Linked DNA regions of Macaca mulatta: region 1 is linked to region 2. Evidence: chromatin contacts called from public Hi-C data. All regions are on one chromosome and are shown on one strand. The core of a region is the stretch at or near the end of the contact, and the rest is flanking DNA. Distances in the headings are between cores, read along the strand shown.

Evidence for each region. A called contact is a pair of places that touch in the nucleus more often than the background predicts.
Region 1: a Hi-C map of fetal cortex germinal zone shows a contact between it and region 2, with 2.3 times the contacts expected there. The contact joins the promoter of SNAP91 here to the promoter of RIPPLY2 in region 2. A contact is called at or near these places in 2 of 14 Hi-C or Micro-C datasets (fetal cortex germinal zone and fetal cortical plate).

What each region holds. Positions count from the first base shown.
Region 1 is chr4:102,116,756-102,122,843 of T2T-MMU8v2.0, forward strand. It overlaps SNAP91 (synaptosome associated protein 91), which reads left to right and starts at 3,573. Exons shown (of 30, transcript NM_001266001.2): 1 at 3,573-3,665; 2 at 4,826-4,985. The coding sequence starts at 4,856. It overlaps LOC144340325 (a long non-coding RNA gene), which reads right to left and starts at 3,337. Exons shown (of 3, transcript XR_013416310.1): 1 at 3,057-3,337.
Region 2 is chr4:101,978,308-101,983,923 of T2T-MMU8v2.0, forward strand. It overlaps RIPPLY2 (ripply transcriptional repressor 2), which reads right to left and starts at 1,684. Exons shown (of 3, transcript XM_077999712.1): 1 at 1-1,684.

The DNA.
Region 1 (6,088 bases), core at 2,323-4,822, 140 kb after region 2:
GCATACCAAGAATAAGCTCTGGCTTCAAATACTTCCCAGTGTATTGTATGTAACTGCAACTATTATAGGACTGACTTTGAACCCATTCCAATCTATTTTGAAAAATAAATCATTCACAGATTGTATTATTTTAATTATTATTGGAAACATGTTATTTGCTCAAAACTTAACTAATAGCAACGTATGTGACATGACATCATTATTGCACTGTTGTAAAAGCATTATTTTATACTACTTCCTCATTTTATGTAAATTGTCCAACTTATTGCACAATGTTGTTTATAACATTCTCTTATTTTTTAATGTCCATAGAATTGATTTCTCCTTTCACTCCTAACATTGGAAATTTGTGCTATCTTATTTTTCCTTGCTCAATCTGGCTAGGGGGGTTATCCATTTTGTGATCTTTTTCAAAAAATGGCTTTTGGTTTAATTGATTTTATCTATTATTTGTCATTTTCTCTTTCATTGATTTGTACTCTTTATTACTTCCTTCTTTCTGCTCATGTTGAATTCAATTTGTTCTTTTTCTAGTGCCTTAAGGTTGAAACTCAAATAAATATTTTTAGATCTTTCTTCATCCCTAAACATTTTAATGCTATAAACTTGCCTCTAATCAGTGCTTTGCCTGCAACCCACAAATTTTGATATGTGGGATTTTCATTATTATTTAGTTCAAATAAATTCCCAATTTTCCTTATGAGAAAATTAGACCCATGGGTTATTTACAATGTGCTAATTATCAGATATTTGGAGATTTCTATATATCTATCTGTTACTGATTTTTAGTTAAATTCCACTGTGGTGAGAGAACATAATATGTATGATTATAATCTTTTAACAATTAAAATACTAAGCTTCATGGCTTAGTATCAGTCAGTATGGTCAATCCTGGTGAATGTTCCACGCACACTTGAAGAAAGTATTCCACCACTGTTGGGTGGACTATTTTATAAATGTCAGTTAGGTCAAATTGGTCTGCAGGGCTACTTCTTTTTTTTTTTTTTTGAGACAGAGTCTTGCTCTGTCGCCCAGGCTGGAGTGCAGCGGCGCTGCAAGCTCCGCCTCCCGGGTTCAAGGCATTCTCCTGCCTTAGATTCCCGAGTAACTGGGGCTACAGGCACCCGCCACCACGCCAGGCTAATATTTTTTTTTTATTTTTATTTTTTGTATTTTTAGTAGAAACGGGGTTTCATCGTGTTAGCCAGGATGGTCTGGATCTCCTAACCTCGTGATCCGCCTGGCTGGCTCGGCCTCCCAAAGTGCTGGGATTACAAGCATGAGTCACCGTGCCCGGCCTACAGGGCTATTTCAAGTCACCTATACCCTTACAGGTTTCCTGTCTACTTGTCCTATTTATTACACAGAGAAAAGTTCTGAAATCCTCAAGTATAATTGTAGATTTGCCTACTTCTCCTTTTAATGCTATTAGGTTTTGCTTCATCCTATTTTGAAGCTCTGTTCTTAGCTATATAAACATGTAGAATTGTTCCATGCTCTTAATGAATTTTTCATTATGAAATGTGCCTGCTGGGCGGGCGCGGTGGCTCAAGCCTGTAATCCCAGCACTTTGGGAGGCCGAGACGGGCGGATCACGAGGTCACAAGATCAAGACCATCCTGGCTAACACGGTGAAACCCCGTCTCTACTAAAAAAAAAAAAATACAAAAAACTAGCCGGGCGAGGTGGCGGGCGCCTGTAGTCCCAGCTACTCGGGAGGCTGAGGCAGGAGAATGGCGTGAACCCAGGAGGCGGAGCTTGCAGTGAGCTGAGATCCGGCCACTGCACTCCAGTCTGAGCCACAGAGTCAGACTCCGTCTCAAAAAAAAAAAAAAAAAAAAGAAAAAACAAAAAAAGAAAAAAAAAAGAAATGTGCCTGTTTATTGCTATTAATATTGCTTATTGTAAAACTTACTTTGATATTAATATCGCCACTCCAACTCTATCAGATTATATTGAGGTATAATTAAAATACAACAAAATGCATCAATTTTAAGTGTACAAATTGATGAGTTTTGAGAAATACATGCAGTTGTATAATCATCACCGTCATGATACAAAATACTTCCATCTCTCCAAAAAGTTTCCTTCTACCCCTTTGCAGGCCCCTCCCTCAATGCCACCATCACCTGACTTGGCACCTGGTATGTTTTCTGTTTCTATAGTTTTGATTTTTCCAGAATGTCACATAAATGAAATCAAAATAATAAGTAGATTTTTTGATTGAGCTTCTTTCCTTTCATCTAATGCATTTGAGATTCATGAATGGTATTAGTTTGTTTCTTGTTATTGCTAAGTAGTATTCCATTATGTGGATATACCATGTCTTGTTTATTCATTTGCTAGTAGAATAACATTTGGCTTTCCTCCAGTCTGGGACCATTATATTAAGCTGCTATAAAACTGGAGTATAAGTTTTTTGTTGTTGTTGTTGTTGTTTTTTAAATAGAATTGCGTTATTTCCCCCGTAAATACAGTAAAACTAGTATTTGAGACAATGGTGCTCTTAAGCTGTCTCTCTTTAGTCATTAAGCTTCCAATTAGTGCTAGAATCATTCTCAACAGTCAGGAAATCATGACTGCATACTGAACACTGAACCAGGTGAAAGAGAGGAATATATAACAAAACCTTGAGATTGATAGGTATCCATACATGGCTTCAAGGCTGAGCAGAAGCCACCAGAAGCCAGGGGGAAAAATGCCAGGAAAGTTCACAAATATAGTTTTGATCTTCATGCTACTGTGAGAATTAAAAAAAAAAAGTTGAACATAAATAACAACCTTTGAAAATGTCAACATGTGAAGCTATTAACCAACTCCACATCCCTGTTTAGAAATTCCTGCTTACTATTCAAGTATACACTTGATATTCAATTGACGGATGTTCCAACACTATATTCAACTGGCAGAATTACTTTTAAAGGGTACGAAGGGTTTATCCTTATGCACTCAAATGATTACTGTCGAAGGTAACCTGGGACTCGATTAATGGCTGTTAATTATTCGCCCTTCAGCAGACCTCAGTATCCCTTTAAGACTAAAGTGGCTAGAATTACCGGCCCACCCGGGCTCCCAGTTGTAACTGAGACAAGCGGAGGAGCCTGAGGAGCTGAAGACGCACAGGTAACGGTCGCGGATGGCCGGCAGGATCTGACATTTAAAATCACCCTGCTCATCTGGGCCTGGGCGCCTTTGACAGGCGGGCGTGTCAGCGACAGTGTGGGGGAGAAGGGGCTGGGCTTCGCCAGGCAGCGCGCGACGACGCCCTTGCCTTGGCCTTCACCGAGTAGAACCCGAGAAGCCCACTCGCCTGGCTTGGCCAACGCCCCCACCGCCCAGGGCGCCCCCAGCAGTAGGCGGGCAGGTGTGCGCGGTGCGCGCTCCCAGTGCGTGCCGGGTGCGGAGCCAGCATCGGCGGGGCGGCCAGGAGCCCAGCGGAGAGCGGCGAGCTGGGTGGGTGTCGGCCTCCTCGCCTCCCCGCCTCCTTCTTCTCCCCTCCCGCTTGCCGGGGATGCTTGCGCGAGGCGCCCCCTCGCCTTTAAGCTCCCAGCCCCGGGGGGCGGTGTGTGTGAGTAGCTGGGAGGGGGCCGCGAGGCACTCCGCCGAGGGCTCGTCCGGGTTTGTCCGCCGCCGTCACCTGACTCGTCGGAGGAGCCACAGCTGAGGTGGGGGCGGGGATGGGGACGCAGCTTGGAGCGCTAGAGAGACGCGGCGGCGCTTGCAGAAGAGGCGGCGGCGGGCGGGTACTGGCTTCTGGGGCCAGGGGCGGCGGGTGTCGGGACCGCGGAGCTGAGGAGCGGGGCCCGGCCAGGGCTGGAGACTTTGCGCCCAGGGGCACCGGGTCTGCGCGCGGTCGCACACACCCACCAGCGCGGCTTCCCTCAGCTGCCCGGGCTCCGCTCATCCTGCGGCGGGCGGCGCCGCTCAGGGGCGGGGTGAGTACCCGCGGCCGTACTCGGCCCCCTCCCCGCGCCAGGGCCGCGCGGGGATCCACAGAGGATAATCCCAGGGTACGGAGAAGGGCAGCGGCCGGGTGACAGCTCCGCGGAGCGCTCCAGGGCGGGCGGGGGGGCTGGGCTGCGCTGTCAGCCCGGCTCCGCTCCAAATCCGGGAAGGGTGAGGTGCCCCAAGACTCCGGCGCCTCCGCAGCGCTCCCGGGCGGCCCCTGCGGCAGGAATTTGGAGACCGGGGGGGAAGGGGCCCGGGCTATCGGCCTCGGCGAGGCTTTGGAGCCGGCGGCGGGGAAGGAAGGGGAAGCGAGGGCATAACATGGCGCAATGCTAGGATAATCTCCTTCGCGACTGAGGGAGGACGAGCCCTTTGCTGCAGCAGCGCGAGGAGGAGGAGGGAGGCAGCCAGGGGTTGGGTAGCCGATGCATTCCCCGAAGCCTGCAGGCTGCTAGGAGGAAAGTCTGCGAAGGTGGGAGGTGGGCACCGGTGGGTGCGGCGCCCAGGGAATAACCCGGACGCACGTCGTGGCTAGCGCAGCACCCGCGTGTCAGGTTGCGGGGAAAGTGCTGATTGACAGGGGGGTCCCCAGGGGGCGAGTCTGGTCCTGTGTGGGGGTTGGGGGAGAATGGGGACGGTGTCACGATGCTGAGACTGGAGCCCACGCTGGGGTTCCGTGACTGCCCCACTCACGGCCAAGACTCCCTGGACCGCATCGCAGGAGCGGGGCTTGGCGCGTTGCTGGCTCCAAGAGGTGGTGCCAGGGTGGGGATGGAGGAGGAGAGAGCCGCCGCGCGGCTGGAGGAGGCAAGGCCTGGGTGCTTGGAGGGGAGGGTCTGCGGATTAAAGCCGGACCGTCTCCCCTTGTTTCCTGCAGAAGAGGAGGTGGTAGACGCGACCAGAGAAGATGTCGGGCCAAACGCTCACGGATCGGATCGCCGCCGCTCAGTACAGCGTGACAGGCTCTGCTGTAGCGAGAGCGGTCTGCAAAGCCACTACTCATGAAGTGATGGGCCCCAAGAAAAAGCACCTGGACTGTAAGCATCTCTTTATATAAGAGGGACATGCGCACGGCAGAGGCGCCTGGGATGCTGGTGGTGCGGCCTGTGCTCTTGGTCGATAATGCTGCGGCCTCTGATATTCCCAGCCAGGTTGCCCCTGAGCTGAAATTCTCCAGCTGTGGAGGTGTTCCCTTGGGTTAGTCCTGAAACCTTGTCTTGTGAGCCATTTTTTCCTCTTATTTAACTCCAAGGTCTTGGTGAAGGGGGAAAAATACACACACACACATTATGTGTATATACACACACACACACAGATTGTACACTCTGAATTAGATGTTTTGCACCTTTTTTTCTTTCTCCACCCACCCTCCCTTCTCCAAATTAGAGGAAATTAGAGGTTGCACAGTCAAAAAAAAAAAAGATGAATTTATGGAAGGTCAAACTTGTCACCCTAGTTCTTTCCTAAATACATTTCAGATAATTCTAAGATAGTATCATCTTTTTCAGTGTTGCTCCTGAGGATTTTTTTTGTGAGAGAGTGTGTGTATGTGTGTATGTTACCATACCAAACAAATGAATTCAAGATACTGAATGAGGAAATTGGACTTAATAGCTATGGCAATTTCATTTTACACATTCTGGTACATTTTGTCCCATTCTCAGAAAATGCTGGGTGAGATGACTATGCTATGGTCACAAAATGGATGTACTTCCCCAGCATCTGAGATGGTGCAATTTTAGATGGAAACATTTAATTCTTAATGTTGTTTTTGTAACTGGTTATTTGATGGAAAAGGCTTTATTCTACTCTGGAATCTGTACATTTCTGAAATACCTTAATTAACAGTAAATCTTTCGTCATTGAAGGATAAACAGAGGCACTTAGAAAAGAAAAAGGCTTTCACCTGCTTTGGGTGGTGAGGCTCCTCATAAGTCAGGCTATATGAGTGTATGTTCAGCAGTTGCTATTTAGTTCTCTTGACCTGCTTAGGATCTTCTGTTCTATTGTGATGTTTTTGGTAAAGGTCAGTGTTGGCATGAGAGACACAGGTATGGCCATAACCATTTCCTCAGCTGGCTTCCTTTGCTCATCTTCTGGGTTTTTTTGGCCTGAGGTCTTTTCCCTACTATCTCCTTTG
Region 2 (5,616 bases), core at 434-2,933:
CCTTAAGAAAGGAATGTCAGTTTTTAAAAAAAATGTGTTGATAAACTAGGTTCATACGTCAGCCTATTATTATCTGACGATAATAGAAAATTATTGGCAACAAGAGGTAAATTGTAAAAGATTCAGTGTTCTGGCTAAGAGAGCCAGAGACTGGAGTCATGTGATTTGCGCATATAACTCTAAATTATCTTCTCGTGTCTTTTGTGATTTTTCCCAATATTTTATCAGTATCCTTCTACAATGACTTTTGAGTTCGTCTATACACCTCTATCACTACTTGGTATTTTGTCACTCAATGGTAATTACAGAATTCTTTTTTGAGGGCAGGTGTTGTGGAATGATAATGAAATCTTGAAAAGTTATGATGTGAGACAAGTTAATCAAATGTCTGCACCCCTGTTTCTCTGATTTGAGTTACCCCTCACTTATCTACCACTAAACTTTGTAAAAAGTGTTATGCATCGAGGGAAAGATGATATATAAATGTTATGATTTTTTTCAAAATGTTTTAAATAATGAAACTGGACTTTCTCTTAAAAGTTTAGACAAAAATCTTGATTGTAAACTATAGTTGTCTCTGCTCTTCATTCAGCTACTGCATAGGAAAATAATTTAGTTATAATAATAGCTAAGAGCCTATAATGATCTATCTGCCAGGAAGGTGAGATTTGGGTTGCTTCTGATAAGAAAATCGGTAAGGATAGACACCTAACGCATGTCTCCATCCCGTACAGCTATTGTTAGGCTAAATAAAATAAAGCTTATAGAATGCATTTTGCAGTGCCTGACATATAGTAAGCCTTCAACAGATTTTAAGCTCTGTAAAAAATATAAGGCCTTAACAGATGTTAACCTTTCTGATAAAATGTCTTATTATTTCCCTTCCATAATGTAAATTAGTTCAATCATTGTGGAAGATGGTGTGGTGATTCCTCGAAGACCTGGAACCAGAAATACCATTTGACCTAGCAATCCCATTGCTGGGTATATACCCAAAGGAATATCAATCATTATTTTACGAAGATGCATGCATAATGTTTGTATGCATGTGTTCATTGCAGCACTATTTGCGATAGCAAACATAGGGAATCAACCCAAATGCCCATCAGTAATAGACTGGATAAACAAAATGTGGTACATACACAACACGAAATACTATGCAGCCATAAAAAGGAACAAAATCATGTCCTTTTCAAGGACATGGATGAAGCTGGAAGCCATTATCCTCAGCAAACTAATGCAGGAACATAAAACCAAACTACTGCATGTTCTCACTTGGAAGTGGGAGCTGAATAATGAGAACACCTGGACACAGGCAGGGAGAAAACACACACTGGGCCCGTCAGTGGTTGGGGTGGGAGGAGAGAGAGGATTAGCAAAAATAACTAATGCATGCTGGGCTTAATACTTAGGTGATGGGTTGATAGATGCAGCAAATCACCATGGCACATGTTTACCTATGTAACAAACCTGCACATCTTGCACATGTACCACAGAACTTAAAATAAAAATAAAAAATAAAAAAAATCTTTTTGAGGTGGCTGTAATGTGCTAACTACTGTGCTTTCCAGATAAGGACAGTAAGGTATTCCTCCTAACCTTGAGAAGACTACAATTATTACAAACTCTGGCCACTACAATAAACACATAAGCAAAAAAAAAAAAAAAAAAAAAAAAATTAAAGTGACACATTCAATAGTAAAAGCTCATTTTAGGCAGATAGGTGGGAGGAAATTAAGTCTGTTTGGCATAACCAGGAAAGCCTTCTTAGAGTAAATCAAATCTAAGTTGATATTTTTGGAAGGATTAATCAAAGAATGGTATTGTCTGGGTTGTTCAGGAGTGGGAGGAAAAGGAACTGGATATCTCTGGAGCAGAGATGCTGAAGAGATAGAAAGGGTTTGGACTATCAAGAGCCTAAAATGCTATGCTAAGTCATTTTGACTTTATTCTGTAAGCACTGATGAAAGATTTTAAGCAGGAAAGTGGAATGGCATTTTATAAAAATCACTCTGGCAGTCATATGGAAAATGGATTTAGGAAAGTCTAGAGACAGGGAGTCCATTTAAACAGCCACTGTAATAGTCTGGGCAAGAGATAGTAAGATGTGCACTAAGAATGGAGATGAAGCAATGGATTTGAAGGATACTTAGGAAATAGAACCTGAAGAATTACTTGAGTCATAAAATGTAGGTGGACTTGAAAGTGGAGTCTGGATATATTCCCAGGTTTCTAGCCCGGTTAAGTGAGTAAATGGTGATGGCTCAAACACAGACACAGAAAACAGGGAGCATAGGATAAAGAGCAGGTGAGGTTCTCTTGTGTTGTTTTATTCTGTTCATGATGTGCAGGAAAAAAATAATGAGTTTGGTTTTGAATCTTAAATCAGTCAGATGTGCTGGGCTATTTGGTGGTAACAAATAACTCCAAAATCTCACAGGCTTGAAATAGCAAAGGCTTATTTTTCACTCATGCCCTATATCCATTTTTGGTTGGTGTGAGGTCGGCTCTACATCATCTTCACTTAAGGATGTAAGCTGGTGGAGCCTCTTCCCTCTGGAATGTACAAGGAGAAAAGAATAAAATTATTTGAGTACAAGGTTTCAGAGGTTTCTGCCTAGAAGGGACACACATTTCACTGGCTAAAACTAGTCACATGACACACCAGTTTCAAAAAGCAAGGAAATGCAATTCTACCATGTGTTCAGAAAGAGGAGAAACAGAAATAAACAACATATAGGAGTGCCATCATCTGCCCTTCTGGCTACTAAATATTCAGTTCATCTTCCTTCCTACATGTAAAATACAGTCATCCCAAGGAGAAGAACTGAGAATAGATCTAAGACTTTGGAAGGCTCAGTAACATGTAGGTGGAGAAGATATTCAGGGGACAACCGGAGACATGAGGTCTGGAGTTTAGTAGAGAATTGAAGGCTAACGATTTAAATGTGAGAGTCATCAGCAAAAAAATGGCCATTAAAACAATAGGAATTGATTTGTTTTCCCAGGGAAATTGTGTAGGTTGAGTCCAGGACCAAGGACAGTAGCCTAGAGATCAACATTTGATTGTAAGGTGAGAAGATATGCAAAATAAAACAAACGAACAAAAAAACCCCATCTCACTGAAAAGGAGTGGTGAAGCTGGTAGAAAGTGCATCAGTAGGCCAGTCACAGTGGCTCACTCCTGTAATCCTGGCACTTTAGGAGACCAAGATGGAAGGATTGCTTGAGCTCAGGAGTTCAAGACCAGCCTGGGCAACATAATGAGAGCCCATCTCTATAAAACAAAATGTAAAAAATCAGTCAGGCATGGTGGTTCATGCCTGTAGTTCAAGCTACTCAGGGAGCTGAGGGCAGAGGATAACTTGAGCACAGGAAGTTGGGGCTGCAGTGGGGTGACAAAGCAAGACTCTGGAAGGAAAGAAAAAAAAGAGAGAGAGAAGGAAGGAAGGAAGAGGGAGAGAAAGAGAGGAGAAAGAAAGAGAGGAAAGAAAAAGAAGAAGAGGAAGAGGAAGAGGAAGAAGAAGAAGAAGAAGAAGAAGAAGAAGAAGAAGAAGAAGAAGAAGAAGAAGAAGGGGAGGAAGAGAGAAGAGATGAGAGAGTGTTTCAGTAAAGCAAGGTGCGAAAGTGTTTCAGTAAAGCAGGTGTGGTGGAAACATGGGATGAAAGAACTCCAATAAGGCAGGAGAGGTCCAACGCAGTCAGGGCTACCAAGAGGTCACATAAGATAAGGACAAGTGTTAATTGGATTTGGCAATATAACCCCTTATAAGGGATTATAAGTGACTTTAGAACAGTATCATTTGACTATATAGGGACAGAACCTTTTTTTTTTTTTTTTTTTTTTTACAGTAAGTTGAGTTGTAGATTAGAGGTGAAGAAGAAGTCAAAACAGTGAGTTGAGCAACTCTTTTGAGAGGAAAAATAGAGAATGTTGGGTCCATTAAGGGATCTTGTTTTTAGGGTGCAAAGACAAAAGTATGCTTATAAAAAGAAGAGAGCAGTCAGGAGAGGAGATGCTTCTGGAGAGACAGGGGCTGGATGATGGTTCATGGTCTCCAAAGAGGAAGGAAAAAATGAGAGCAATAGCCCTGAAGAGAATCCTCGTAAGAATGGAGTGTTTGAATCAGTGATGACCATAATCCAGGTCTGGGAACTCCCAGGAAACAAGTTTAATCAAGGTGACTACTTCTGGCATGGAGAAGGAGGGATCTACTGTAATGATGAGACATGAATCTGAGAGAATATCAGTTTTCTTAAAATTGTGAAAAAAAATGCATTACTGGAAAAAAGGAGAGCCAATTAATAAAAATATGGCCAGAGTTTTACTTGATCAAATTTAAGTCAACTGAGAAATAGAAATATGAATTATTAGAAAGATCTTAAACCTACCGTTTATATGTTAATTTAATGTATGCTGCCTGTTTATAGAGATCTTGAAGCTGATTTTCATGAGGCCGAGATCAATATGCTATTTTTCTTTTAGCTTTTTTTTTTTGCATTGTTTATCATTTCCTTCAAAGATGGAATTTCTTAGCTAAATCATTAAGGAGGATATTAACTATAAGCTATACCTAAAGAAGAGAAAGCCAGTACAATTTTCAGCCACATTATATTTATTTTAGAACATAGATATATACTTCTTATCCAAACTGTGCGCAATATGAGGATGTAAAGCTCTGTAAGGTAAATATAAAGAAATACAGCATCATAAAATAACATAATCTGAAGTATAACTTACTCATTTTACAGTTTAAATTTACTTTAGAATTGTATATTGAGTTCCACTAGTACATTTTTAAAATGTATTTTATGTAACATATCAACACACTTTTCATAACACACCAATGAGGTGGATCAAACTTAATAGTTCATTAGGACAAGCATTTTTTAAAACTTCATTTATTTAACAAGTATTACTGAACACCTACTATGTGCCAGGCACGATTTTAGGATCTTGGGATATGTTAAATGCACAAAACTGACAAAATTCTTATATTTTTATGGAGCTGCCTTCTAACAGACCTCTGTGCCACCAAACTTTATATTTTACTAAGAGAAAGTATTATAAATTTACCTTATACATGATGCTTGTGGGCCTAACATGCTTTTTTATTTTTATTATTTATTTATTATTATTATTTATTAATATTTGGCTCTTTGCATGACTATAATATGTGAGAAAGAAAGCATACTCTGGCAAAAGGGTACTAAATGATGGTCCCTGAGAAGGAAAAAGAGAAGAAGTCAAGACCACATTTAAAACATTCATATGAGCTTCTATATAATCCAGAAAACAGTAACCAATTAAAAGAAAAATTGGAGCTTGAACTAAGCTCCCACTTTGAATGTAACCTGGTGTTGCACCACCCATTTTGATGACCTCAGCCTGAATATGACTGATTCGCCACTTAGAAAGTAAGGTGAAAAACAGAAGTGTGAAGGAATGAGAGGAATATAATGACTCACAGCTGCTGTTGCCACCATGTGCCTCCTAAGTAATATCAAATTTGCTTATAACAAGAGCAGAGCTAGTCTCAGTTCATACACATCTCCTCTTATTCATGATCTTAGGAATATTATTTAAGGAAAACTATTATCTGCTTAATTAGCTAG